Regions from separate parts of the Mus musculus genome. Here all the other regions are linked to region 3. The links are chromatin contacts, called in public Micro-C and promoter capture Hi-C maps. All regions are on one chromosome and are shown on one strand. Each heading gives the region's core, a stretch centred on a gene start, on an enhancer-like site or on the middle of the called end of the contact. The rest is flanking DNA. Distances are from core to core; before and after follow the strand shown.

Region 1 (4,849 bases), core at 2,210-4,709, 550 kb before region 3:
AGACCAAACAGTGAGACTCTAGCTTTAAAATACAAAACAAAACAAAACAAAAAAACCCCATAAAACAGCCGTCAAGGTGATCCATGCTTTTAATCCTGACATCCAGGAGGCAGAGACAGGTGTATTTCTGCCTTTGAGGCTAGCCTGGTCTACAGAGTGAGTTCCAGGATAGCCAGGGATACACTGAAAAACACTTGTCTGGAAACACCAAAAACCAAGTTACAAGATCAGGAAGCTGTGCTCGTGGCCTGGTTAAAATGGGTTCTTTCCTGACAACGACACAGCAGCAGTGGTGCAAACCAGCAGGCATAATGTTAGGAACTGGAAGAACACAGCCAGCTGGAAAGACTGCTCAACCAGGTCTACTCAACAGCATGAAAACTGAGGCTTTGGGTTTTTAAATTTTAATTTCTAATGATGTGTATGTATGTGGGGGGAGGGGTGTGCACATGAGTACAATTGTTCTAGAGTCCAGAGCTCCCTGGAAATGAAGTTACAGGTAGTTGTGAGCTGCTTGGGATGGGTGCTGGGAGTCAAACTTAGTTCTTCTTGAAGGAAAGGCAAGTGCCCTTCACCCCTGAACTATCTCTCCAGCCCTGAGTTTTGTTTTTTGAAAAAAAGGTCTCGCTATGTATGCCAGGTCCAGGTTAGCCTCAAACTCTTGATCCAACCTCTTGAAGTGCTGGGATTATAGACGTGCACAACCACACCCTATAAAACTTGCTGTCAACGGAGAAATTCTGGTGTTAAAATGAGTGCAAGTGGCTGGAACACAGCACTGTACCGCAGAACTTCTAAGCCTTAACCTTTGGAAAAGCACTGCACTGCACCTCGGCTGCGTTAGGTCCGTCTGTTTCTTTAAGAGGAAGAAACCCCATGCAGCTACCAATGCCACTCAGTATTACTGAGACTTTAGGGGATAGTGATTCAAAAGGGAAGTTTTACAGTTCTAGGCAACTGACCATCCATCCATCATTTGGGCTTCAGCCTCTTGTACCTTCATTCTTTCCATTTCTCCAGATCATATCCATTTGAGGTGACAAAATTCCAGAGAACCTATTTTATACCTTTTAAAAAACATGGTTGCTTTAAAACAGTCATAAGAACTACATCGATTTCCCCAGTCGACTTCAGGGTGCCTCAAACTTCGGCTCAAGAAATTCTAAGTGGTCTTGGAAAGCCTCAGAACAAGCCTATCACCCCAAAATTTAGGATTTCCTGAGGCAGGAGAATTATATCCAAGCGATCCTGGGCTACCTAGCCAGACCTTGTCTCAAAACGGGGTGGGGGTCGGGGGGAAATGCTTGGAACGCTTTGTGGATTCCAGTGTCAAAGGGGAAAATGTTGCCGCAGCGATTCATACTGTACGGAAATACAGTCTGACCAGTGGAGAATCTACATGTACCGTCACAGCGACATTCGATTTGGGAACATGATCACACACATACAAAACCCTATCCCCAGAAAACAAGGACTTTCATTAACCTGTTCTAGACCCGTCCGAGTTGGAAAATGTCTTGTCAAGCCCTCAGATCACGTGGACGAGTGGCTAAGGTGGAAAGGGAGCCTGGGAGCGGCGGCTGAGCCCAGATCCACGCCTGCACGCTTCAGCAGCAAGGACTCCAGATCGCCACCCAACTAGCTCACCGCCTCCACCAGAACTTCTACTTGTAAGCGCCCACCACTGGAGGCAAAAAGCACTTTCTTCTCGGGACTCGGGGGGCGGGGGGGAGGATCTCGTACACAGAAAACCCCCCAAACCCCCGAGACCTACCACTTTGGACCCGAACAAAAAGCGTGTGTGCTGAGGAGCGGGGGTGGGAAAGAGCGAAGCAGGAATCCGCGCGGCCCAGCCGCCTCCTCCCTCGGAGCGCGCCCAAGTCTGCGGCCTCCGGCTCCGGGACGCTCCCCTCCCACCGGCCGCCCAGCCGCAGCTGGAAGTTAGCGAAGCGCGCTCTGGGCCCGTCAATCAAGCGCGGCCTCCCGCCTCCACCTCCCCTCCCCCCACCCCCCCAGCACAAAATAAAATAAAGGGAAAAGAAGTAATTTGGGAAGTCGTCTGGAGAGGGGATTCGTCCGGAACCCGGAGAGGCCGCGCGCACCGGACTGACGGCCGGCCCCGAGCGAAGCCGCTCGGCAGACCCCCGCCACCGGCTCCTCGCCGCGCGCTTTCCACGCTCCGGCTCCCCGCACCGGTCGGCGCCGCCTCGGCCACGCACTCCGCCAGGCCCGTGGCCCAGCTTCGGCCAAAGTTGCGCAAATGGCCCCGACGACTGGCAGCTACTCACCGGGCGCGGTGGGACGCGCGGCTGCGGAGGTTTTATGGAGTTGAGGGCAGCGGAGCCGCTGGGAAGGCGGGCGGAGGCGAGGGGCTGCGGGCTGCAGTTGACGGCGCGCGGCGCTCGGCTGGGCTGCGCCGAGACACTCCGGGCTCTGCCAGGGACTGCGCTGCAACAAAGGACTTCCGCTGCCGCACAGCCGCGCCTGCCGCACCGCACTGAGCCGGCCCCGCTTACGCGGCGACTCCGGGTCTGCCCACCAGTTCGCGGCGGCGTCCGCCAGCCTTCCCCTCCCTCTCGCCCGCCCACCCACTCCGCCGCTGGCGGCTAGGGGCACCCGCGGTCGCCTGTTGGTTGCAACAAGTTTCTGCGTCGGGCCGGGGAGGCTGGCACTGCCCGCAGCGCGGGCGCCCGGGCGGCGGCGGCTGGAGCAGCACTGTCGCCCCTCTCCCCGGAGTCGGCTTGGCCCTCCTCCTGTTTGCACAGCTGGACGCCACTGGGATCCTCCCGACTCCCCCAGGGCTGGATGCCGATCGCCCTCTACCCAGATGTCAGACCCCTGTCCCGCAGGGCCCCGCAGTTGGACCCGCCCCCGCGCTCCACCCTGGACGCCTGGAGGGGGGGGTGACACTCTCGTCCCGTCCAGCCTAAAGCCTGTCCGCTCGGGGTCCTCCGTGCCCCCCGACTCCTCTTCGCGTGGGCCCGCCAGCCTCGGGCCTGAGTCACTTCCCCCGCCATGCCCCGCCCGGCCCGCCTCCCTCCCTGGCTCCCGCCGCATGTGGCTGCCTGCCCCGCGCCCTCGTCCCCCTCCCGCGCCAGACGCCGGTGCATCCTTGCCCGTCCCCACCCAGGGCCGAGGGGGCACCCGTGGTTTTTTTTTGTTTTTTGGGTTTTTTTTTTTTTTTTTTTTTTGCACACGCCGGGGAAAGTTCCCAGGTCACGCCAAGACGTGTGGGGAGCCAGTGACGCTCGAACTTGTCCCCACACTTCCGCCTCCAGTCACGACTGGGGACCGTGGCAGAGGCGCGCCCGGAGCGCGGGGCCGACCCCCGCCTTGGCCACTCGGGCGGGCAGGCAGGCGCGCGCGCACGCACGCACGCACGCAGGCAGGCACGCACACTAGCCGGGGTGCCGCTCGCTTCCCGGCAGTCCGGTCACGTGGGCCGGGCGCGGGAAGCCGCGCGAGAGCAGCCCGCCGGGTGCGTGAGCGGGCGCAGCCGCGTGGTGTGCGCCGCGCGGGAGCCCGCCCCTCCCGCACAGAGAAGCCCGCCCGCCAGTCCGCCGCCGCGGCGGAGTCTGGGTAAGCAACGCGGCCCTGCCCCTGTGGGCTGCTCCGGGCTCAGTCCCTCCCGCCGCGAGCCGCCCGGGCGGCGGCTGCAGCTGCACCCGTCGCGGGACAGATGCAAGTAGCCGGGGAGAGGGGTGCTGTTTTTGGTCCGTTGGAGATGTCAGTCAGGGCCCAAGGAGGACATTAGCAACGGCGAGCGAGTGCTGGGCGCGCGGAGCCGCCCCTGGCCGTGGGCCGCCGGGGCCTAACGCGGGCGGGATGGCGCGCGCGATTGCCGCACAGCCTTAGAGCCCATTCCCGCTGCGGGCCGGGCTCCGAGCGGGCGCAGAAGCCTCAATCCGTCTGTGTCAGCCGGGTCCTGGGCGGCCGCGTCAGGCCTCCAGGCTCTAGCAAGTGGGCGGGTGTCCAGATCGGGCTGCGCAGCCCTCACTCTCCCCTCCCCCATCCAGTTTGTGAGTACCTAGCATCTAGGGCAAGTAGCCCCCTACCCTAATAATTAATTTTTCTCTTAGCCCAGTGGTTTTTCATTTTGAATTCTGGCCCCCATCTTATATCATCGTCTCCCTAGCACTCATTTGGAGGAATCAAGCCGTTATCAGTTGCTTAGGTAACGCACTGCGCTGTACCTGGAACCTGATAGCAGCTAGTGTTGTGTGTTTTATAAATTAACTCCCATCTCCCTCTAAGGGATTAAAGTTGGCCTTCTTCCTCGAGGGACTCCAGCAAGTCCTTCAAAAGCTGCAGAGCTGTCGATTGACAGAATTGAAGTACATCTTAGAATCAGAGTTTTTCAGCTGAAAAGGACCTTAAATATCGAGTCCATCCCTCATTTCACAGCTAACACCCGGCCTAAGAAGCAGAGTGTTGCCCGATCAAAGTTTCTGCACCTTTCATAATTAGCCTCAGGACTGCAGTGCCAGTTTATCCTGCTTTGGACAGTGTATACTCCAGAAGTGATTAAAATTACATCAGGTTTACAGGACTTCTCAAGTTGATAGCCCAGGCTAGTGTAGAAGTAGCAATGGATCTTAGGTCGGGCTCTCACTCGCAGGAACTAAGAGTGTATGCCCCCTGGTCTGGCCACGTGTCTCGGCCTTAGGTTTAGGCATCATTCTTGAAGCAACCTAGATATAGGTACATAGCCACTGCCTGACTTGGGGGTGGGATGAGTAGGTGTGAAATAGTCAAGATGGCTGGGATTCAGTTAGGGAGCAATGAGACATCCTGGGTGGTCAGCAAGAAGACCCCCACCTACCCCACCACACACTAGACTGTCATGCCC
Region 2 (4,896 bases), core at 166-2,665, 590 kb before region 3:
TCGTAGAGCGAGTCGATCTCTATGCTGGCCTGCGTGGACGAGCTCAGGGTGCGCTTAGCGCGCTCGCAGGCGGTGCGCAGCCGGCGCACAGCGCGCTTGTTGGGCCCAATGTCCTTCTTGTGTTTGCGCTTGAACTCCTCCGCCAGGTGGCTGACCATACGGTTGTCGAAGTCTTCGCCACCCAGGTGGGTATCGCCGGCCGTGGACTTCACCTCAAAGATGCCATCCTCGATGGTCAGGATGGACACATCGAAGGTGCCCCCGCCCAGGTCAAAGATGAGCACGTTCTTCTCGCCGCCCGCACAGCCCTTCTTATCCAGGCCGTAGGCGATGGCCGCTGCTGTGGGCTCATTGATGATGCGCAACACGTTGAGGCCGGTGATGGTGCCCGCATCCTTGGTGGCCTGGCGCTGCGAGTCGTTGAAATAGGCAGGAACAGTGATGACTGCGCTCTGCACCTTGCCCCCCAGGTAGGCTTCGGCGATCTCCTTCATCTTAGTGAGGACCATGGAAGAAATCTCCTCAGGGAAGAAGGTCTTCATCTCCCCTTTATATTCCACCTGCACTTTGGGCTTCCCACCTTCGCTCACCACTCGGAACGGCCAGTGCTTCATATCGGACTGCACTGTGGCGTCCTCGAACTTCCGTCCGATCAGCCGCTTGGCGTCGAAGATGGTGTTTGTGGGGTTCATGGCCACTTGGTTCTTGGCGGCGTCGCCGATGAGACGCTCGGTGTCAGTGAAGGCCACGTAGCTGGGGGTGGTGCGGTTACCCTGGTCGTTGGCGATGATCTCCACCTTGCCATGTTGGAATACCCCCACGCACGAGTAAGTGGTGCCCAGGTCGATGCCGATAGCCGGGCCGCGGGCAGACATCCTGACTGAAAAAACAGGCAAAGCAACGTTAGGACGAAAGCGTCAGGAGAGGCAAGCGCAAGCCGGGACCTGAGCCAACGGTCGCTTCTCACAACTCTCCACGAGCGCGACTAGCGTCTCCCGGAGACCTCTACGGGGCTTCTGGTTCTTATAGTCCCCTCCTCCCTGCCTGCTGGAAACTCTCAGAGCCAATCGGTCCCCGGGCCCGCCCGCTCCAACCCGTCCGGCGCTCCCACAGGCTTGCCTGGTCGGAGTGACCAGCCGGTGGTCCAACTGATATCTAGTTGGGTGAGGCGCTTGACGCCAGCCTTGGGCAGGGAGACCAAGGGGCGGCCGTTATGCAAATGAAGCCCCGCCCAGTGCCTCCAGCCGCTTTGGGGGCGTTAAGCTCGCGCCAGGGGAGCCAGTGTGAAAGCCCCCTTTCCCGTTCTCTTTGCCTTTTCTAAAGCGTGATTCGCTAACATCTTTCAGATTGGCGGGGCAGATGCCCAATGAGCAGCGCAGAATCCGAAGCGTGTGGCAGGGAGGCGCGGGGCGGGGCGCGCGGAGGCAGCACGGAAGGGGCGCTGGCCTCCGAAAGGGTTTCTGTACCGTTCGGTGTCGGGTGCCGCCACTGACTCGGCTCCCGGGGCCCGAATTCCTTCTAGGGCGGTTGCATCGAATACAGAACGGCTGGGATCGGTTCTCGCCTTCCCTGCCCCTGCTGTTCCTGTAGCGGGGACTGGGGCTGGGTGAGGGGCGGTTCCAGGGCGGGGACTGCGAAGTTGGGCGGGTACGAGTCAGTACCCCTCCCCCTTCCCAGCGCGTCTCAGAAAGTGCGCGACCGGGGAAGGATGCGGGGTGCTTACCCGGGAGGCGGGTGGCTTCCCGCGCAGCGCGAGCGGCTACGGCTCGCGAGCCGCCTCCGCCCAACTTTCTCCCTCGGCTTTCCTAGTTTATTTTCTTTCAGGCGCCCTAATGGGCGGTTTTGACTTCTTGGTGGCACTGCGTAATAAGCCAGTGTCACCCCTCTGACTCCCGTCCCCGCACGCGTGATCTTGTTAAGGAATTAGTCCTTTTGCGCGGAGTTCGGTTGAATGAGAAGAATAGGTTGGCAGCACAGACTTGTGAGAGGAAGTAGATGAAAAAGAGTCTTTGGCACTTGTTTAGCCGGAATCTGAGAATAATTTTGGAAAGTATTCTCTGGAACAAGGGGGTGGGCAGAAGCTGGCTCCTGTAAAAGGACTCCCTACAGGAAAACGGAGACCTGTAATGTAGAACGACCGCCTCGCCTTACGGATGGGAAGCTGAGGACAGTCGTCGCTGTAAAACTTTGACAGGTGCCCAATATGAGATGAAAAGAACAAGGGAAACGGGCCTAAGTCGTGTGATAAGGGGGTAAGCCAGTCCGGTGACAACAGAGGGCAGGGAGGGGCACACAGAGCCTGAGGGGAAAACATCAAAGCATCCCTGAGGAGGTGACATGCCTAACTCCTGCAAAGGAGAGTAAGAAAAGCATTCTTTATCGAGGTTGAGGTGGTGGAATGTGGGCGACGAGGAGGGCAGAAGAGTTCAGAATTGAAGATTAGAATCTGGATATGTTAAGCAACTTTTTGTGCTTTGGGGTGTTTGTTAGTTTGTTTGTTTTTGTCTTCGAAGCTCCAGGAAAGAAGCACCCCTCTGAAACTGGCCAGTAAGTCGTGTGAGACAGTGATGGAGAAGACAGTATGAGAAACATGAAAGTTTTCGTTGTCTAAAAGGTAATGTTGACAGAATTCAATAAAAAACTTTAAAAGAGCTTTTGATTAAAAAAAAAATTATCTGTGTGTGTGTATGCAATGTGGTGCAGAGGCCAGAATTAGAGACCCTAGAGCTAGAGTGACATTTGGTCCTGAGCCACCTGACACAGATGCTGGGAACTGAACCCAGGTCCTTTGGTGAAGCAGTAAGTGTGCTTACCCTCGGAGCCATCTCTCCAGCTCAGAGTTCTACAAAACTTAATCGGGAAAGTTTTAAAGATTCTTTCTATTCCTATATGTAATTTACAGTTTCAAAACCACGTTTGCCATTGGCAACTGCAGTTCTCTATTTTCCATGAAAGAAACTGAAGAAAAACTTGAAATAGGAAAGGATTAAAGAAAATATCAGACCATATGTGATAGTCTGTGCTTATATACCCAGCTCTGGGGAAATTCAGCGAAGAGGAAGAGAGGGGATGGAGCTGAAGGGATGGCTCAGCTAGGAAGGGGACTAACTACTCTTGCAGGGTCCTGGGTTCTGTTCCCAACATGCATATGGCGGTTCACAACCACCATTAACTCCAGTTCTAGGGAATGTCACCACTCTCTGACGTCCTTGGGCTTTTGTATTCAAGTGCACATAAACTCATAAAGGCACGCACATACATACATACATACATAAGTAAAAAAATAAATAAACCTCAGGCAAGCAGATGGTACACATCCATGTAGACAAAACACCTTTATTATATTATTGTTATTATTATAATATTTTTAAATGAATCTTTAAATATGGAAGGTAGCGGGCTGGAGAGATGTCTCAGCAGTTAAGAAGCTAGCAGCTTGCTCTTATAGAGGGCCTGGGTTCAGTTCTCAGCATCCTAAGATGAGGACTAACAAACATTTGTACCTCCAGTTCAATAGGATCCAACGCCCTCTTCTGGCCTCCAAGGGCACTGCACATGACTCAGGCACTCTCCTTACAATTTAAACAAAACAAGACTGAGAGCTGCCAGGCCCAAAACCGGTTCATACAGAGACCCTTAGAGCTTCATTTCTGAAGTAACTATGTCCTATTGATGAAGCCATTGCAGACAAAACTTGTAATCTTCCACCACATGCATCTTTAACAGTTCACTGAGATGACAGCAGCAGCTATACCTGTGTTTTTAGCTGCATTTTTCTGCTTGCACTTTTCACCTGGTAAAATTACATTTTCACGCTGTACACGGTATCTTGAGCCTTCCCCCAAAAGATACAGTAATAGCACCTTTATGTGACACTTCTTCAGTCACAGAATGTTAGCACATACTGATCTTATATTGACATCTTTTACATTTCCTGTGTTTATGTATAATTATGTTTTAAAACAGGCTTTTTTTTTCTTCTTTTAGATAATTCAGAATTCATTTTAAAAGTTCGGGTGGGTGTGGTGGCATGTTCCTAATCTCAGGACCAGGAGGCAGGAAGATTACTGCATACTGAGTCCAGGTCAGAATGAGCTATAGATTGAAACAGGAAACCCAAAGTAAATTAAAAGTTAAAATCACAGTCCATTATACATTGTTAAATCCGCACTTTTTTTTTAAAACCAGATAATATTGTGTTATCAGTGGTGTAGCAAAAGAGGCAAACCCTTCCGAGACTGCCCATTACTGCAGTATTCCTGGATGATCATGGGGCAGTGTTTTTGTTTTTGCCTTGAAGAGGCCATTCCCTTTATCTGATGCTAACTTGTGTGGGGTTCTTCCTAAGGAGATAATAGAAAAAGCCTGTGCTATCATTTATGGTGGTAACAGTAAATTGGAAATGGCTTAAATATCTAACACAAAAAGCAGTTACATATATGCCATGGTGAATTGTGTGTCTGTATATGTGTGTGTATATATATATACATATATATATACACACATGTTGTGTGTGTACATATATATACACATATATACATCGTGTATATATGTGTGTAAATATATATATTTACAGTATTTTGTGCATATATTTAATATGTGCGTATATATATTTACAGGATTTTTTTTCTTTCCTTTTAGCACTGGCTGTCTCAGAACTCACTATATAGAGCAGGCTGGCCTTGAATTCACAGAGATCTGTCTGCCTCTGTCTCTCAAGTGCTAGGATTAAAGGCATGTACTACCATGCCCAGCTAGTCACAAGATTTTTTTTTTTAAGATTTATTTATTTACTATATGTAAGTACACTGTAGCTGTCTTCAGAACCCCAGAAGAGGGCATCAGATCTCATTAGGGATGGTTGTGAGCCACCATGTGGTTGCTGGGATTTGAACT
Region 3 (4,482 bases), core at 320-2,819:
AGCGTCTTCACTAATAAAACTTTATGTGTATTACACCTGTTCCCACCACCCCGAGTGTGTGTGTGTGGGGGGGGGGGTGTTGCAGAGGAGGAGGCAGCTGACAGGCAGGACAGAGGCCACACAGTAGCCACCGCAGGGAAAGCCTTTGGAAGTCTTGAGAATTTTCCAGAAAGAAAACTGGAGCCCCAGTCATGCGTTGAAGCGTGTAAACACGTCAAAAATCCTAGGCCATAAAAACCGAATGCTCCTTCTCCCATGATGGCGTTTACTGGAACGGGAGCTGCGAGGAGGCCAGGTCTGCTTAACTGTGCCCCCACCCGAACATTCGAGCTCAGCCACAGAATTACCTCCAGCAAGAGCTTTGGGGGATGGAAACTTTTAGGGAAGCAGGTGGAGTTGCTTCAAATAAAACTTTTCAAACATTTGTTAAGTCCCACGGTTACTGAGAGCCTCCCCGGTTTGCCTCGAGCTACTACATGGTGCCTGTGCACAACCGCGCCTGCTGCCACTCCGTCCCGACGCTCCCTTCCACTAGGGGAGGGGAAAACAACTTTCGGAAATAAGGCGCGTCCACAAAGGCAAGTGTTACACTGGACTTCTCCACCTCCATCTCAGGCAGCGGCTCCTGTGGCCAGCAGCCCTGGATGCAATCCACGGGCCCCCTCCCACACTGGGCATCTTTTCAGACCTCAAGAGAGAGACCGTAAGGAGGACCAGGTGCTACCGTCAGACCCTAAAGGCAATTGTACAGACAACAAAGACCGCAAGCGATCAAAATGGAATTATAATCCCCGCGGTCCCAGCGCCCCCTCTCCGCCCGCCGAGACTCAGGGCCGCCGCGCCCGCCTCTTCTCTTCCAACGCAAGGGTCCCGCGTCCTGTCCACAGTGTGCGCCCCGGCTGCAGGTTCTCCGGTCCCCGGGGCTAGCCTCCCGCCGCCCGTGGTTTTGCAATCTCTGCGCCGCGGCTTCAGTGTTCTAACACCCGGTTCGAAATCTTTCCCGCCCAGGCGTGACGCGAGGAATGCAAACAATCAGCCGAGCGCGCCCGCCTGGACCGGGATAGGGGGACAGTGGGGAGTCCCGGGGCCGAGCTGGGTGCACCCGCGGGCCGGGCCCGGAGGTGACACAAAGAAGCCCGGGACACCAACGCCAATCGCTGGCGCTCGCCGCGATCCCCAGGGTGCCCCGCCCGCCGCTAAGTTTACAGCGCCCCGCGCGCCCCGCTGTCCCCTCCCGGGTGAAGTTTCCCACGGCCCAGCTGGGAGCCGGGCATCCAGAGACTCCCGTGGGCCCCCCGGGCTCCCCGCTGGGCTCTGGGGACTCCGCAGGGCTCGTGCCCGCCTCTTCCCCGCCCTCCCGCTCTCGCAGGGCGCTTTAGGGCGCGGAGCCCCCCGCGGCTGCGCTCACCGTTGTCTGCCCGGCCGGGAGGCGAGGGCCGGAGTTCGACCCGACCTACTCCGCGCCCCCCTCGCCTCGCTGCCTCGATGGCGCCCCTCGATCGCTCTCCCGCTCGCTCTTCCGTGCGGCCGAAGGCTTGCGGCGCAGCCGAGCGCGCTCCGCTCTGGACTGGAGGCTACAGACCACGCCCCGCGCCCTCCCGGCCCGCCCAGTCCCGCGCTCGCCGCCGCCCGGAGCAGCGCACTGGGGGCGGAGCCGCCTCCCTGCGGCCACCGCAACTTTCCCTCCGCCTTACAGACCCTTGCAGGTGGCGGGAGTGAGGAACTAACTCCGAACGCAGGTTCACGAGCCTCCGCCTCCGTGCCTACCCGCAGCTGGAGACAAAGGGGAGGCCGACTCTCCTAGAACACTTTTCAGGCGGGTTTCACTTCTTCACGGTGGGTGGATGCCTAGATCTACAAATCAGCGAGCCGACCGCGATCCGGTCCTTGAACCCAGGTGGAGCCTTAGAGAAACATGGACTTTTCATCGGCTTCTTAAGAGTGTCAGGAAGCCCAGACCTCGACCTCACCTACGGAGGTAAGATAAGGAGGTGCTTATTTAACAATGCAGATAAGTGACACCCCCCACCCTATTTCCCTGTCCCCCCCCCCCCCGCCCCGCGCGTGCCAGCCTGCAGGATGGGCTGAGGAGAGCCGCCTCAAACAACGACATTCAGGAGAAAGTGGGTCCCTGGGAATCTGTCCTGTAGGTGTCAGTTGGATTTTCCAGCAAATTACTCAATCCTGTGAACTCAGGATGACATCACCTGACTCCCACTCGCGTTTCGAGTCGCTGTTATAGTATTAAGACTCTTGAAGTCAGACACCAACGCATCACTTCACTGTTAAATCACAAAGAGGCAGTGGCCTGAGTTTCTATCGCAATCAAATTTAACTTCATGCAAGTCCCGCCTCATGCATATTGTGTAGCTGCAGAATCTTATCTGGATTGCTTAGTGCGCTACTGATGGCCCAAATTAAATGGTAAGGGTCGAAGATTAAAAGTTTGACGACAGTGGGTTCAGCTAATCCATGTTTCCGGGAAACGTAGGTTTTAATTCTATCCACACTCTCCTCTCTGCGAGTATTGAGGTGACACAAGTAAACTGTGAAAATACATGCTTTATTGTCTTTTTTCGCCGTACTATATCTGCATGGCATTTCTTGTATTCTAGGTTCACTCTGACCTTCCAAGTTCTTAGACTATTTGCTATGCATCCCGTAATGGCTTGGTGGGCGGAGCTCGAGGTGTGGTTCAGTGGGTAGCCTGCTTGCCTAGCTTTGATCCTCAGCACTTCATATAAACATGAAGTGATGGTGCCCACTTGTAATCCAACACTCAGGAGGTGGGGACAGGAGGATTGGGAAATCAAGGCTTGCCTCAGCCACATAGCAAGTCTGAGACCACGATGGGGTACAAAAGACTTTCTCAAAAAATATTTTTTCAAATATATATATTTCAAAATAAATATATAGAATTATATTATTTATCACATATTATATATGAATTATATGCTGTAGAATATATATATGTATTTATAGTTTGCAGCGTGATCTGCTTGTCAGAGTCCTAACAGTTGGAGCAGGAGCTGACTCTGACTCTTTTGCCTGCTTTTGGGACACTTTTTCTCCTACTGGGTTGTCTCATTCAGCCTTAATACAAGTGGAGGTGCCTAGTCTTATTGCAACTTGATATGCCATGTTTGGTTGGTATCCAAGGAAACCCTGACCTTTTTTAAGAGAAACACAGAGGAATAGTTACAGGCAGAGGGGAGATGGGGGAGGGACTGGGAGGAGAAGGGAGGAGGGGAGGGGAAATTGCAGTCAGGAATATATATATATATATATATATATATATATATATATATATATATATATTACATATACATATATACACATATATGCATATATGTGTCTCTCTATATATGGATACAACAATGTTCCATAAAACAAGAAGAGTCTTTCCTTTTTAATCACAGAGTCACTTTCTCTGAAATCACAGAGCCAGTGTCTAGAAGACTTCGGGGTTTGGCTTCAGGATTTATAGAACCACCTACAAAGCATAGCCTCTAATTGCTCTCTGGTCATTCTGTATTTGTTGCTTTCTTCACAGCAAATGTTACAGATCATCATGGCAGCCATGTCAGGAGAAACTGTGAGAAATAATTTCCTGATTACTGCTCCTTTCTAGGCATCCATGCTCTGCGCCCCTAGAGTGAGAGGATGGCTGGCCCAAATCCTGCTACAGCAGTCGAGAGCCTGGAATGTAATGTTTCAGAATGTTCTACAGTATTTCCAATTAGATCCTTCTAATTACCCGTGGTTTCTCTTGGCATACCAATTTGGATGTGAAATTAATAGCTACTTTAAATCTGAGAGTAAGATTGGTGGTGGGATCGCTAGAATAGATCCTCTTCGCTTTGAAGTGAAAATTAAAGCTGTAACGCTAAGCCGACCAAACAACCACACCTACATCATTTGTGCACAACAAGGAGCCTGTAAACAGAGCTCCTTTCCTTCCCTCTCTGGGAAAAATGATCAGTGAACCTGCCAGGCCTACTTCCTCCCAAGAAACCTACACCTCTGGAGTGCTGAGATTACAGGCATGAGCCACCACACCCAGATTTATATAGCACTAGGGACATAACCCAGGGCTTCGTCCTTGCCAGGCAAGTCATCTTCCAACTGGGCTGCATCGCTGGCTCTCTCTTCGCTTTTGTTTACATCAAAGTTCTGTATTTATTGGGAATGACTCACTGGTCTCAAGAACCCACCTGGAAGACTACAAATTGGAACCAGGGAGATAACTCAGTGGTGGCAGAGCACTTGCTTAGAATATATGAAGCCCTAGATTCAATCGCCAGTTCAGAAAGGGGCCAAACTGAAAGTACGTATGCGATCTGGCACACAAGCACTTTATGGTTTGCAGTGAGAACAGCTGAAGACATTCTGGTAGCACCAACACACTGAGGAGTAGGTAAACCAAGACCTCTGACAAAGACAATGGTCTGAGGAACTCCTAAGAGTTGGCCATCTTCATAT
Region 4 (4,877 bases), core at 2,253-4,752, 950 kb before region 3:
AAAAACAAAAACAAAAACAAAAAAACCAGAATGGCATGTTCTAGGCTCTCCACTCACTTCTCTGTCCTTTCTCTTCAATGCCAATGACAGTCTATCTCTCTGCTTGTTCCATCTTTTCCTTTTGCGGGCGCACACTTACTCTACATGTGGAGGTCAGAGGACACTTTGCAGTACTTGGTCTTTCCCTGTGTGAGTCCTAGAGATGGAACTCAGATTGGTGGGCTTGGCGGGCAAGTGCCAGCCCAGTGCATCTCCCTTTAATCTGTACTAGCATTTTCCCCGGAATAAAGTTATCTTGCTACTTCTGGGGGCAGGGGAAGAAAAGAATGAACCGACTGTCTTTTTTAAAGATAAAAAACCGTGTAGATGTCTTTGTCTGTGTCTAAGTAATGAGTGCAGTGCCTGTGGAGGCCAGAGGAGAGCACTGGATCTCCTGAGCCAGAGCTAAAGGCTGCTGTGAGCCGCCGGAGTGGTGGGAACGAACTTGGAGTCTCTGCTGCAGTATTAAATGCTCTTGACTTCTAAGCTATCTCTCTAGCCCCTAACAACTCTGTTAATAACCTCCACAGGAAACTTTCCCTCATGGTGCCCAGTGTGCAATGGCCATCATTAAGACTCATTAAAAACCCCTTTCTAGATTAAAAAAAAAGGGGGGGTATGGGGGGGGCTTTTGGGATTCGGGATAGCATTTGAAATGTAAATGAAGAAAATACCTAATTAAAAAAAAGAGTATGAGGGTTGGTGAGATGGCTCAGTGGGTAAGAGCACCCGACTGCTCTTCTAAAGGTCTGGAGTTCACATCCCAGCAACCACATGGTGGCTCACAACCATCCGTTAACGAGATCTGACTCCCTCTTCTGGAGTGTCTGAAGATAGCTACAGTGTACTTACATATAATAAATAAATAAATTTTAAAAAAGAGTATGAACTAAAACAATATAGAAAAATAATAAAAGCAGAAACATAACAATAATTATAAGCAAACAGCAGAACCACCAGTTATGTAAAAAAACAAAAAACAAAAAAAAAACAAACAAAAAACCCCCACTTCTTATATTCCAGAAGCCTCTCTCCGACTTTTTGTTGTTGAGAGATTTACAGTTATTTCATGTATATCAATGCCTGCCTAGTACTCATGGAGACCAGACAGTTGGATCCCCAGAACTGGAGTTATAGACAGTTGCTAGCTGCCATGCCAGGAACTGAATCCAGGTCCTTTGCAAAAGCACCAATCACCGAGCAATCTCTCTGGCCCCTTATATAACCACTCTCGATCATACTCTGTCTAGCAGCCATCAACACAATGTCTTTAGAGTAACTTCTTGTTTTACCAACCAGGAAAGTCTTACTGTAATTTAGTCTGCTTCATTTAAAGCTGCACTTCATGTGTTCTTTCGCCAATACTGTCAGACTAAAGTCAGGCTGCTGTATCTGATTCTAGTGCTCCCATTGCTGTAATTCTGGGTTCTTTAACGTCTGCACTACTGACACTGGGGCATACAGACCTTCGGTTAGATGGCTGTCCTGTGCACTGCAGTATAATACTCGGTCTCTACCCACTAGATGCCAAGGAGCGCCTTCACTGTGACAATCAAGTGTCTCTAGATATTGCCAAACCGCTTCCACTTGAGAGCTGATACTCTAAATCTAATTCACACTCACAACCCTACTCTTTATATGAGTACACTGAAGCTGTCTTCAGACACACCAGAAGAGGGCATCAGATTCCATTACAGATGGTTGTGAGCCACCATGTGGTTGCTGGGAATTGAACTCAGGACTTTCAGAAGAGCAGTCAGTGCTCTTAACCGCTGAACCATCTCTCCAGCCCACAACCCTACTCTTAAGACATTTCCTTTTACGAACACGAGTTTTGCTCTGGCCTACGACAAATAATGATCTTACAAGCATTCTTATACACGTTGCCAGGAGATGAGAGCACGTGCATTTTTCCGGGATAAGCACTTCTGTGTCATTCCAGGGGACATTTAAATTTGATAATGAATGGTAATGACTTTATAAACCAAAGTGGTTGTACCATAATGAAAATTCCTCTAACATAACAATCTCAAAAGACTTACATATAACTCAAAAAAGAAGTTTTCTTTTTGTGGGGTTTTTGTTGTTTTTTCAAGACAGGGTTTCTCAGTGTAGCTCTAGCTGTCCTCAAACTAGCTCTATAGACCAGGCTGGCCTTGAACTTGGAGATCTGCTTGCCTCTGTCTCCCCAGTGCTGGGATTAGAGGTGTGTGCCCATCACTCACAAACTATTAAGAGAAAGAACTATGAGGATGTTTTCCCTCCCAGCCAACTCAAGGGTCCTTCATCTTGCTATTGTCCTGCAGATCCTTCCTCCTCTAAATCATCGTCCAAACCCACCTTATGTGGAAGGAGAACACCGCAGCCCCATTCCTGCTCAATCTTCCTTTTCACTACGTTTAAACAGCAGCCTGTCAATCCTATGCCCCCAAATTGCAAGCCCAGAAGCAGCCCCAGAGCCTTGGCAGTCACTCCTTCACAGAGCAGCCAAGCACTCTCTACACACATCAACGTGCAGTAGTGATTCCCTGAAAGAACAGTAAGAGCCAAGCCTCAAAACCTCCTAAGCCCGAGAGGCGCAAAGGCTTAAAATAAGAGCAGGGGGTATAGTTCTGTTGGCAGAGTGCTTGCCTGGTAGGGACACATGCTGGGGTCAGGCCTCAGTGCTAAGAAGGGAAGGGGAAAGGGAAGGCGCAAGGAAAAGAGAACGGGACGAGGCGGAGAGGGAGATCACAATCTAGTCTCGGCTCTCATACTTGGGCAGGTGATAGGTCCTCTCTGGGGACCAGTTCTGCCATCTTCAAACGTGGGTTAGAACCAGAGGCTGGAAGTGTAGCTCAGTCGGTGGCAAGCTTGCCTCCGCACCAAGCTCTCACTTCCATCCCTAACATTTTCTAAATTGAGCCCAGTGGCGCGCGCTTGTAATGCCAGCGTTCAAGAGGTATGTGGAAGGAGGATCAAAGTCAAACAAAATCCTCCTCGGGTACATAGAGAGTTCGAAACCAGCCTGGGCTACACAAAACCTGTCTCAAAAAAGGTGGATTTTAAAATGACCTCATACGTTCATTCAGCGACAGAATGAGGTAAAAAGAATTCCATCAAGTCGAGCTGGAGGATGAAGCCGGGATCGCGTCAGGGCCTCAGAGGCTGCTGTCAATTTGGGTGGGTAGGTAATTTTGAGGGTTCCCCGTTGTCCCCAGCAACAGAACCGGAAGGACCGCTGACGTCAGCCACCAGAGGGAACCTGCGGCCGGTACTCAGGGTCACTGGGGTGACAGGACTGCAGAGTGGGCCCCTGGCCTGTCTAGGAATATCGGTCGAACACCGAGCCTGCGAGAGGCTCTTCGCGCCCACTTGCTCACCCGATTGGGGTACTCCTTCTCCACACAGTCCCCACACATCGTCACGCAGTTTTCGGAGAACGACCCCAGCGACACCCGGAAGGCGAAACCTCGCGAGAGTTGAGATATCGATTTTGTCGCACACGATCTAAGGACTCCACAGCTGGCTAAAAGTCTCCGCCCATAGCAACGGTTGTTAGGCGGTCTCCGGGTAAGGAGGGTGCACCGAGGACTGGACTCAAAAATCTTCAGGTATTGAAAAGATCTGAGGACTCAAAGAAGTGTCGAAAAGAGGAAGAGGCTTTGAGCCTGAAAGAACTTCTAATAGGCGCCTTCTTGAATTCTGATTAAAAAAGAATTACAGAAGTACAGCAAAAAGGGGAATTGTTTCTTCTTGCCTCCATTTTTACCAGACTCAAAAAACCTGAAATGACAGTTTAAATACCATTTTGTGCTATAATAACAGATAAGAGATCAGACTTCAGAGAAGGAGTAAGCTGGTGTTTGGGAAGAGAAGCTTAGAGCGCTGTCGAGAACCTACTAAATTATTTAAATTAGATTCTTATCATACGCCTTGTACAAAAATCAATTCAAAAATGGATCAAAACCCATTATCTAAAACAGGAAACACTGAAACTTCCAGAAGAAAACATAGGGGATAGTTGTCAAGATATTGGGTTGGAGGGGCTGGAGAGATGGCTTAGCCATTAGGAACACTGAATGCTCTTCCAGAGGACCCAATTTCACTTCCCAGAACTCACATGGCAGCTCACAACTGTCTGTAACTCCAAGATCTGACACCCTAACACAAACACACATGCAGGCAATGTGCATAAAATAAAAGTAAATTTTTTAAAAAAGACACTGCTTTGGACAAGAACTTTTTAATTAGCACAGGAACACTAACACTAACAGAAACTAACCCTTAGTATCAACGGACTACACGAAAAGTTTCTATTCAGCAAAGGACACAATTAGCAGAAAAAAACAGTCCTCAGCATGGGAAACATCTTTACCAGCCATATTTCAAACAAGAGGCAAATATCCAGAATTTATAAGAATTGCAGAAACTAAATACCAAGGAAACAAAACTGCCAGTCAATAAATGGGCAAATGAATTGAATAGACACTTTTCAAAATTAAAAAAAAAAACAAAACATGGCCAATAAGTGTTCATTGTCCTCAAACATCAGGGAAGTGCAAATTAAAATTATTTTTTAGATACCCTCTCACCCCTGTCGGAATGGCTCTCATCAATAAATCTGATGACAAATGCTGGGAAGGATGTGGAGAGAAAGGAACTGTTAGTCACTGTTGGTGGGAGTGCAAATTAAAATACAGACATTGTAGAATCAGTTTGGTGACTACTCAAAAAGTTAAAACTAGAATCACCATATGAACCTGTTATTCTATTCCTGGGCATTTACCCAGAACACATAGGAATATTTACACCCCTGTGTTTATTCCTGATTTATTTACTCTACCAAGAATTAAGAT
Region 5 (4,709 bases), core at 1,279-3,778, 720 kb before region 3:
AAGAGGACAACAGAGATGGTATGTACCCGGCAGTACTGGAGGCCTCGGGATGAGCCTCCCGGGTCTGTCGGACCTGGGGGCTCCAGAAGAGCTTTCCTTCAGTCTGTAGTAATGCCAAGCCCTGTCCTGGGGAAGGAGGGTAATGAGTAGGGAGGGCTTCTGTACTTTAACAAAGGCCTCTGGACATGCAGCTGGCCAGAGAGGCGGGACAGAGCAGTGGCCTGGGCCGGAGAACAGCCCGGGATGGCTGGACTGAAGTCAGCCCTCAGTGCAGCTGCAAAGACAACACCTCCCATCACCATGGTCCTCCCCACCCACAACACAACAGAGAGCAGCTTCACAGTTAACCCTCCAGGGCAAGTCACGGCTTGTGGCACCCTCCAGTCTCAGGACCAGAACCTGTACAGGGTGGTGAGTGGGGTGGGAATAGCAAGCCCTACATCTGGGACCAGCACCTTCCTCCCTTCCCTCCGGGTCTGGCCATCGCTCAGGCCGTGGCCTTTGGCCTGTTCTAAGCATAAACACGGTGACCCTGAGATAGCAGCGGGTTTGGTAAAGTCAATATTTACTCTGGGACTATGATATTACAAGCCAGAGAGAGTGTAAACTGCCACAATTGGCTCCTGGTGTCCACCATCTCCTGTGTCACACATGGGGTATAACCAGCAAACATGTAAGGGCTCCTTGTAGCCACTACACAGCTATTTTTTTTTTTTGATAGGAGTTTATGGACTACTTCTCATACACCCTTCTCCCCTTTATTGTTACCACATCCCCTATAAAGAAAAAAGGCTGCTCTGTATGGAAACTGAGTCAGAAAAGATAAGTGAGTGAGGAGAGGGTGAGATCTGGCTTCAGGCCAATCATGTAAGAAAAAAAGCCTCAGACCCGATCAGTCTCTGATGTGACGCAATACAGCCAGCATTAAACCTCTAGCAAAAATCCTGTCGGACTCTCAGCCCAGTGGTCTTCCCACTCTCCTAGTCGGGCCACCTCTGATAAAAAGTCAATAGAAAAGCCCCAAGGCCACTCTAAAACAGACTACCACCCTTATCAGCCCAGACTAAGTGAAGGGGTGAAAGCGGATTTCCAGCACCAGCGGGAAAGTCCAGAGAGTGCGGCCAGCAGAGGCAAGCAGGCATTTAGTAGTCTGTCTACATGAGAGATGGGGTCTGTGAGCCATCCAGTGAGCCCAGAACCATAAGGAATAACAGCAGCGCCACAGTTGGCTTTCTGGTATTTAGTCCCTAGGTTTTATGCTGAGCATCTATAACACAAGATTCCAGTTTAGCAGAGGGACTGGGGAAGGCCAGGCACAGCAGGGAACATCGCCTCTCCCTCTCAGGCTGTCATTTTACTCCACACTAATTATTTCTGAAGGGTTCATTGTGACTGGAATGCACTCTTGAACAAGCACAGTTTGGAAGACTGGGAACCCTAAGACTAGGGTTCTCTGTAAGGTGCTCTAGTACTGATCGGTTGCTGGGAGGGTTAACAATCTTAACAGCCCTTAATCTACCAAGAGTTTAGCGACTCTAGACGATATACTCTCACCCAACTTTTAGCACCACCTCGCAGCGCCGCTTTCTCCACCCTCCAACCATCATGCGGCTTGTTCCGGTTTTTTTTTCCCCCCTTTGTTTTCAAAAGTAGCCGCAGAATAAATCGTTACCACCAAAGGAGCATCTTGAACGACTGAAGCTTGAAGCTTCCCAAATCAAAGGTCTGAGAGAAGGGTGTGAATAACCAAACCAGTTGAAGGGAGTGAAGGAGAGGCTGTTAGGGGCAGCATCAAGGGGCTCTAGATTTGCAGCTCCTGGACACTTGGCTTCTGACACCCACTCTAATCCTCCTGGACATGCAGCTGAGATTCCCAGAAGCACGGTGTGGCACCAACCCAGAACAGACTGAGTGCCTGCGCACTCCTGGGCTGGCGGGACCAGAGGCGAGTCCTTCTAGAAGAGCCCACAGTCTCAGGCAAGCACTAGCCCACGGGCGTCAGGGCACACAAGGAAGGGGTGGCGGGAATGTCGAGAGCTGCCCGGATTTCAAACTCTGCAAAGCCTATGCTGCTTTGGTTTCCGGGGTGGGGATAAAAAGTGACTCCCCTTACGACCTTCCCGCGACCCAACCTCCTCCGAGTGTGTCCGAGGCAGCTCGGGGCCAGGTCCTCATCCCACAGAGGGCTAGCCTGGGGTCTCCGCAGAGCGCTGCCACTCAGCCAATCGAGCATGGGCAAAGAGAGAAAGGCAAACCTAGGGACACTCACCAAGCGGTGGCCGCCCCGCCGGCTCGCGACGCGCCAGGCGCGCGGGGCTGCCCAGGTGGCGCCGCGAAGCGGGCTCGAGTTTGAAAGTCGCTCTCGGAAGCGGCAGAGGCCGCCGGCCGCTCCCGCCCACGGCTGGCCGCCCCGCGGTCCCAGCCTCTGCTCGCTGCGAGCACCAGACGCCGGGGGACCCCCGAAATGCGCACGGTTCCCCAGCACCGGGCAGGAAGTTGCGGCCGGAGTCCAGGCTGCGGCGGGAGGGAGGGAGGGAGAGAGAGAGGGAGAGGGAGGGAGCCAGGGAGGGGCGGACCAGGAATGTTTCCAGTGGGTGGAGACTGCGCTCGCGGCTGCGATCCAGCAATTGGCGGCTCTGGGGGGCCCGGGGGAACCTTCGCGGCGGTGCGAGCGAGCTGTGGCTCCCGCTGTAGACAGCGGCCGCCGTGGCTAATGATTAACGCGCGTGGCCCGCCGTGTGGGTCCCGCTGGCCGCCTCCCCTTGCCACCTGGAACTCTGGGATCCCAAGGCGCACGTGGTGGGGTTACTCTAGTGCCACCGCCCTGATATCACGCCGAGAGGGCAACGAAAGCCTCCAGACCAGGTTCCGACCAGAGAGGACTCGGAGCCCAGCCACCTAGACTTTCCCAGGAGAAGCGCAGGTCTAGGTGGCAAGGGCGTCCTGGTCCTACTGGAGCAGGTCACCACGACCGCTGAGTCAGAAAGGCACGTCTCGAATTCCTCGCCGAAACTAGGTTTCGGTGGCTCTTTACAGTTGTAAAATCTTACCTTCTGAGGAGAAAGAGATAAGAAGCGCATAACTTGGGGCGGGGCGGGGCGCGGCGCTCAGTGGGACTGTTAATGAGAAAAACTGATCGAGGAACCTGAATGTCAGTGGACCCCATTTTGAGTGCGATCTATCAACAAAAGGCATGTACCGGGAAATTAGGGGATGGGAAAATTGGGGGATGATTAGCACAAGCACATAGAATACAAACCAGTTAGATTTTGAGCAAGAACATAAATCTTTTGTGTGGTTTTTGTTTTTGAAGCAGGATTTCAATTATCTGAGACTGGCAGAGGGTAATCTTGAGAGTAATGGTTCTCCACCCTCTATCTCCGGAGTGCTGGGATTACTGGTGTGCACCACCACGCCCTAATTATTGTTTTTATTTTATTTTTTGATTTGAAACAGGCCCACACTTTGTAGCCCAAGCTAGCCCAGAACTCTTGAGTGATCCCCCAGAGTGCTAGAATTATAGGTGTGCGCTACTACACCTCACTAAGAATAAATCTTTCATTGGTAAAGATCTTAGGGGAGGTAGCATTAGATGCTGTCCCCAGTACGCACCATGAAGAGGGGTAGGAGATGGGAGCCCAGTGTGAGATCACAGAAGAAGTAGGACTCCTGCGTTAAACGATGGCACCAGGTTCTTGGAACAGGAATGGAGAATCGACCCCAGTAACTCAGCATTTAGACCGCCAAGTGTAGACAAGTGAAAATCCTAAATAGCTTATAAAATCCCCTCCTCCACCACTGCCCTCAAAAAAAAAAAAAAAAAAAGCTGCCCCAGGGAAAAGCAAGCACCTAGTGATTTACGGGGAGGGGCGGGGCAGAGAGAGAGGAAATGGCTTTCAGGTGACTTTGAAACGGGATCCCTGGGAAGAGTAAAGATTAAAGTAGTCCTTGCTCCTGACTGCGGGAGGGCCAGAAAGTAAGGCTCACGTTACTTAGTCCACAGGTTAGGCTTGAAGAGCGGCAGACTAGAGGACAGCACTGGTGAGAAACAAGATTACCCGGGAACGGGGGAGAGAGATAAAACTACGGGGTGGGATGGGAAAGGGAGAAGCCCCACTCCTTCCCACCTCGAACTTTCTGGGTTTCTGGTTTCTTCTCTAATCTGTTAAATCTTACCAGTCCTTTCCTACTAATCTTAAACTCCCAACTTCCAAAGACGTCCCCCAGCCCCAATCCAGAGATTTAAAACTTTTGAATGTATGACTGGCTCCTTAGCTAGAAAAGAAAAATAAAATGTTGATGATAGTAATGGTTAGGGAATGGTGCTACCAAGTGCACTGCACTTTATAATCACTAAGGCAGGAATACACTTACTCCCATTTTGCAGGAAGAATACTGAGGCTCTAAGGATGGAGCAGTCTGGCCAAGATCAATTGCATCAAGGGGCGTAGTCTGAGGGGGCGACACTGGAGTGCTTACTGTGTTAACCTTTGAGCATTTTACAAGAACAATTGCGGTTACAGGAGAAACTGAGGCTTGGTCATACTGCTAGTGGGTGGTAGAGCTGGGAGTTTCTACCCACAGGGAAAACTGCATTTAGCCAGCCAGCTCTTTCTCCACTTCCTTCTAGACACTTGTTAGTCCATTCTGAACTTGATTCTAAAGCCTCGAGTTGTTTCTAATTGCTTTAATTTATATGCCCATTTCCT
Region 6 (4,570 bases), core at 1,608-4,107, 890 kb before region 3:
AGAATCGAAAGAGAACAAAAATGGGAGGATGGGGGAGCCGTTAGGAGTCTGAGGCATGAGGGCAAAGGGTTGAGCCCCAGTCCTCAGCCCCTCCTGGTTCTCAGTGGTGTGCTTGAGAAATTAGCCTTACTGCTTCTCTCTTGTCTGCACACTGAGAAGGAAGTGGCACCCTTAGGTAATCCCAGACATGGGAAGGAAAATTCGGTTTCCTTTCCTGGACTGGAGCTCAGTTAAAGGGTATAGTACGTGCTAGTATCATGAATTCTTGATTCCTTCATTATTGCCACTAAGGACTTGAATTAGTCAGGGTTAGCTTTGCATTTGCTTTTGAGTATCTTTCTAATATATATGTTCATGTTTAATTCAAAGTGGTTTACTTAAATAGCTTTGGCTTTGTGGTTCAATAAAAATAGCATATTTGGGCAGCACAAATTAATCTTAAAGGGTTGGGGGAAGGCATAAAAGCATAAAATTGGGGGAGGGAGGTTAAAGAAAAGGGAGTGGTTCTGAGAAGAGCTGGGGGAGTGAATATGATGCAGACATGTAAGGAATTCTCAAAGAACTGTGTGTGTGTGTGTGTGTGAGAGAGAGAGAGAGAGAGAGAGAGAGACTATGAAGGAGAAGGAGACTAGCAGACATCCCCCTATAGTTAGACGACTCTAGTGTCCTTACTTACATCCACCCCCTTAGCCTCACCTATTGATTTCAGCTAGAGCTGGGCACTCAGTCTCTGAAGGCTTCCTCCCAAACCTTGGCTCACAGCATCTACTAAAGTCTTAAGCTCTCCCTTCGGGTCCCAGAACTCTTCCAAAGCTGCAGATTAACTAGGGAAGCTTACAGGGAACCTTGGAAATCCAGGTTGTCAAGATGGGCAGGGACAGTCCTTTGACCAATGAAGATGAAGGTCCATCTTTATCTCCTGTAGAGAATTCTCAACGATACTTTATAGATACTGTACAGTTTTCTAAGAAGGCCCCTGAAGACGCTCTGTCTCAACAATGACCTTGATAGTGAACCTTTCTATCAGTGTCCCCCCTCCCTCCCCCACACTGTCCCGAATTTCTCATTCCTGTGCTTGTGCAATGCCCTTTCTCTCTGCACTTCTAAACTTCCTCTCTCACTGGGCTCTGATTTATCATGTCACTGTAACTCTATTAGCTGGGAAGCATTTGGGGATGTTGTCAGGATAACAGGATCTGCAGCAAATGAGGTTGTATTGAATTATTTATCGTTCAGCTAAAGTCGAGATAGCCACAGCAGAAGAGCTGGTTTGTAAAATCTTGGACTAATCTGTCTGTTGCTTTGGAGCGTTTGTCGTCGTCATATTCATTTTTTTCTTGTGGTTGAAAATTATAAATTTGAACGCTCCAAAGGAAAATATGTGTGCAACCATTCAGTTCAGAGCCTCAAGCCTATAGCTAAGAATTATCTGTTTCCTCTAATATATAATTACGTAGCTGCAAAGCTGCAATTCTGGGATTCATGAATTTATTTAATAAGTTTATTCACACACGGTTTAAAACACATAAATACATAATTCCAACCCTCCCTTTTTCTTTCAAAAATAGATCAAGGATTTCTACTTGTGATATCTAAGTCTCAGCTTTTGAAGTTGGCCTGTTTTTTGTTTTTGCCAGGAATTAGTTCCTAAAAAGATGATTTTGAACTCAACAACAAGCAAAGCAAATGGTTTGGGGTGGTGCTGGAGGATATTGGGGAGTCCCAGGGCCTTTGGAGTGCTAAATGTGTGCTTTGCTTAAGATCTACAGCTCTTGCTCACTACAGAGAATTGCTAGATGGTCTGAGTGGGGGAAGGAGGTGGGAGGTCGCTGTTAACCTCTAGGATAGCCCAGGCCGGTGTGTCATTTTCCTTGTAATACTGATGCCATTTGGGAAATTAGTATGTAATAAGAACTCAGGCAAAAGGGGAGGGAAGAGTTCTATGGCTTTTTAATACCTGTGGATTTTGTCCCAATTAGCATTTTTACTGTCCAAATACCTACTCTCAAAAGAAGTGTGACGGCAGCAGGCAGTGAAATATCTTTTGCGTACCTTTAATACCCAATACTAAGCTTGAACATCTGGCAACTCAACACACTTTGCTCATGAATCCTAGAAAACAGCGTAATTATACACTCAAGCAAACAAGTCAAGAGAAAGGCTGTTTCCTGTTAAGAATTCCGGGGAGCATCAAAGTTAAAGCTCCCTTCTGCATCTATGCTCTTTTTAATCGCCACTGGTGTCTCCATTACACTTGCGATTACCCGGGTTGATAGTCTGTGAGAGACCATCCCAGGCACAGCGTATGGAGGGCCGCCCCTCCCCCCCCCCCATAAAAATAAAACAAGGAAAGGTACAGCAAGGCACGCAACCAACATTACAGAGCGATGACCTTGTATTGTTAAAAAGTCAAGGAAATAGCCTGCCTTGCAAGCCGCCCGTGTTCGTCCGTGTGTCACCCTCCCTAGTCGCAGATGTACTTGACACCCTTGGTTCTAGCATCTCCTCTGGCCTGCTGTACACCACCCTACCAAAGCTTGCAGTGAGAAAGCAGGGTCTTGCCCGGAGACCCGGGCTCACAGGATGGTGCAGGTGGGCTGGTATGCTGGCTTGCCTGTTGATTATGGACCCTGCAATATGCAACTGTAGGCTGAGCGCCACCAACCAGCACAGCCGGGTTCTCCGGGACAGTACCTTGCTTACAAGCAGGAGCCGCGGCCTCCAGCCCGCAGGCTGGGGGCGGGGGCCTCGGCCCAGTGCCCACCCCCTGTGCTCCCAGCGTCTGCTCCTACTACCAGCCGGTTGTAGCCGGCCGGGAGCGCGCTTTCTAACGTAACCCGCCCGCGGGAACAATCTGTCCCTTCCAGCCTATCTCCGGAGGGGCATTACAGCCGGGGCGCCCTCCTCACCCACCCTATGGCCTAAACGGGTCTTTAGATGTTTTTTCAAAACCAGATCGTAGTCTGCAGGGACGCTAGGCGGGAAAGGCTGGGAGGACTCCTTTTCGCCGCCAGCTTGCGGCTCCGGGCACACAAATTAGGCCGGAGCAGCAGAGTCGAGTCCTCTTCCCGTGGCAAGGGGCTCTGTGTGTGCGGGATCAGGGGAGGTGAGAGAGGACCCTGGCGTCCCAGGTCCCAGCGGCGGCGGCGCTAGCGGCTAGGCAGGTGCCCCCGGGCGCGCAGTCTGATTGGCAGGTGCAGGAGTGGGTGGGGAAGGCGGGCCTGGCGCTGCGGGAGGCTGCAGCCCCGCCTCCCCGCCCCCGCCGCGGGACTATCTGGTCCCGGCAGCAGCGATGTCCCCCGGCAGGAATGTCCCTCCTCAGATAATGTTATTTATATCTCTGGGCGGGTCCGCGGCTCCGCTGCACCAGGCGCCCGGCGGCCACTGTGCCAGGAGCCCCGTGCTGCCCTCCTCCCCCTGCGCCGCCGCCCCCGGGCTCGGGGTAGCCGCCGCTTCAGCCCCAGCGCAGGTGAGTCCCCGAGGGCCGCGCGACGGGAGGGAGCTGGGTGCCCCGGAGCCAGCGCCGGGGAGTGCGGGGCCCAGGGGGCGGGTGACGCGACAGCCCGGTGGGGGCCTGGCCCCGGGTGCCTAGCACGGGGCGGGAGGGGTGAGGAGCCCAGGAGGCCCTGGCGGCTGCGGCAGTCGTCACCCCGGGACGCGGGAACCCGCGTGGGTTTCGCAGGCGCTGGGCGAGCAGGGCGCTAGCTTTGGGAAGCCAGCTAGTAGAGTGTCGCCGTGGGGCACGGGGAGTGGGTTTGGGGGGTTTGTGCTCTTGGCCGCCTCCCCCAGGACCCTCGCCTGGGAGCAAAGTTGGGGGGGGGGGCTGCCTGTCGTCGGTCTAAGGACTGTCCGCGTCTGTGCCTCCTGCTGCCTGGTTTCTCAAACCCCCGGGCGTGTCGGATCCTCTTCTGGAACTTGGCTAGCGCGCTCCAGGGCTGCCCAGTGCCAAGGCTGGGAGGACAGTTCAGGGCAGCAGAGGGGGCCGGGCCTCAGGATGTCAGGCAGGACGTGCAGAGTGGCCCAGTGTAGACTGAGAAGGGAGAGATCAAGTGTCCCAGGACTATACTTCAAGGACCCCCACCTTTTCCCTTTGAGTTCCTTATCTCCAAGCTACTGCCCACTCTACGGTTACCCTTCGTGCCAGTTCCAGCAACTTGGCCCCGGAGAAATAGCAGAAAATGGAAGAAACAAGAGCTCTAACACAATCCTCAAGTCCCACCAACTTACCCAGACTTCCCAAAGGGGAAATAGCTACGAGGCTTGAGTACAGTTTCCGTGACAACAAGCCTTAGGTAGGGCCTTGATTTATAGTCTATTAATATCCAAACCACTGTTTTCAGTGAGCAATTAGAGGTGCTACAGTTAATAACACCCTTAACTCACTGAAGGGATATGGAAAGAAGCCATTGTTTTAGATGCATCCGGCAGGGTGGGATGGGATTATATAGTGATGGTCTCTTTTTTACTAAGAACTTCAGTGGGGAGAGGATACGGCTGTCACCTCCACGCTAGGAGGCAGCCACACAAAACCCCTGCCTGTGCAATGGATGTATATAGTTCAGTTTCCAAG

The links. Promoter capture Hi-C pulls out the DNA fragments that hold promoters and counts their contacts. Hi-C and Micro-C count contacts between places; a contact is called where the count stands out from the background.
Region 1: a contact with region 3 is called in a Micro-C map of embryonic stem cells, with 6 times the contacts expected there. The contact joins the promoter of Zbtb25 here to the promoter of Syne2 in region 3. A contact is called at or near these places in 3 of 39 promoter capture datasets (liver, pre-B cells and stem cell-derived epiblast-like cells), 3 of 484 Hi-C or Micro-C datasets (Sertoli cells and embryonic stem cells) and 10 of 115 datasets of contacts at active chromatin or transcription factors (astrocytes, cardiomyocytes, embryonic stem cells and 6 more).
Region 2: a contact with region 3 is called in a Micro-C map of embryonic stem cells, with 5 times the contacts expected there. The contact joins the promoter of 4930426I24Rik here to the promoter of Syne2 in region 3. A contact is called at or near these places in 2 of 39 promoter capture datasets (cranial neural crest and pre-B cells), 3 of 484 Hi-C or Micro-C datasets (embryonic stem cells and uterus), 2 of 115 datasets of contacts at active chromatin or transcription factors (microglia and pro-B cells) and 1 of 9 other capture datasets (adipose tissue).
Region 4: a promoter capture Hi-C map of pre-B cells shows a contact between it and region 3. The contact joins the promoter of Churc1 here to the promoter of Syne2 in region 3. A contact is called at or near these places in 3 of 39 promoter capture datasets (the 3T3-L1 cell line, hippocampal neurons and pre-B cells), 2 of 115 datasets of contacts at active chromatin or transcription factors (bone marrow-derived macrophages and embryonic stem cells) and 1 of 9 other capture datasets (liver).
Region 5: a contact with region 3 is called in a promoter capture Hi-C map of pre-B cells, with 3 times the contacts expected there. The contact joins the promoter of Plekhg3 here to the promoter of Syne2 in region 3. A contact is called at or near these places in 1 of 39 promoter capture datasets (pre-B cells), 2 of 484 Hi-C or Micro-C datasets (both in embryonic stem cells), 2 of 115 datasets of contacts at active chromatin or transcription factors (embryonic stem cells and pancreatic cancer cells) and 1 of 9 other capture datasets (adipose tissue).
Region 6: a promoter capture Hi-C map of pre-B cells shows a contact between it and region 3, with 3 times the contacts expected there. The contact joins the promoter of Sptb here to the promoter of Syne2 in region 3. A contact is called at or near these places in 1 of 39 promoter capture datasets (pre-B cells) and 1 of 115 datasets of contacts at active chromatin or transcription factors (pancreatic cancer cells).

The regions. Positions count from the first base shown.
Region 1 is chr12:76,368,170-76,373,018 of GRCm38.p6, reverse strand. It overlaps Zbtb25 (zinc finger and BTB domain containing 25), which reads left to right and starts at 3,459. Exons shown (of 3, transcript NM_028356.2): 1 at 3,459-3,579. It overlaps Zbtb1 (zinc finger and BTB domain containing 1), which reads right to left and starts at 2,499. Exons shown (of 2, transcript NM_178744.3): 1 at 2,289-2,499.
Region 2 is chr12:76,400,513-76,405,408 of GRCm38.p6, reverse strand. It overlaps 4930426I24Rik (RIKEN cDNA 4930426I24 gene), which reads left to right and starts at 1,415. Exons shown (of 4, transcript NR_166810.1): 1 at 1,415-2,252; 2 at 2,514-2,614. It overlaps Hspa2 (heat shock protein 2), which reads right to left and starts at 1,233. Exons shown (of 2, transcript NM_001002012.1): 1 at 1,120-1,233; 2 at 1-880. The coding sequence starts at 875.
Region 3 is chr12:75,815,405-75,819,886 of GRCm38.p6, reverse strand. It overlaps Syne2 (spectrin repeat containing, nuclear envelope 2), which reads right to left and starts at 1,569. Exons shown (of 116, transcript NM_001005510.2): 1 at 1,409-1,569. It overlaps Gm40447 (collagen alpha-1(II) chain-like), which reads left to right and starts at 259. Exons shown (of 7, transcript XM_011244246.1): 1 at 259-390; 2 at 536-1,978. The coding sequence starts at 259. The coding sequence ends at 1,804.
Region 4 is chr12:76,764,163-76,769,039 of GRCm38.p6, reverse strand. It overlaps Churc1 (churchill domain containing 1), which reads right to left and starts at 3,502. Exons shown (of 4, transcript NM_206534.2): 1 at 3,402-3,502. The coding sequence starts at 3,440.
Region 5 is chr12:76,531,379-76,536,087 of GRCm38.p6, reverse strand. Plekhg3 (pleckstrin homology domain containing, family G (with RhoGef domain) member 3) reads right to left here and starts at 2,528. Exons shown (of 19, transcript NM_153804.4): 1 at 2,270-2,528. Mir5135 (microRNA 5135) reads left to right here and starts at 2,876; the gene lies at 2,876-2,954.
Region 6 is chr12:76,708,834-76,713,403 of GRCm38.p6, reverse strand. It overlaps Sptb (spectrin beta, erythrocytic), which reads left to right and starts at 2,857. Exons shown (of 36, transcript NM_013675.3): 1 at 2,857-3,469.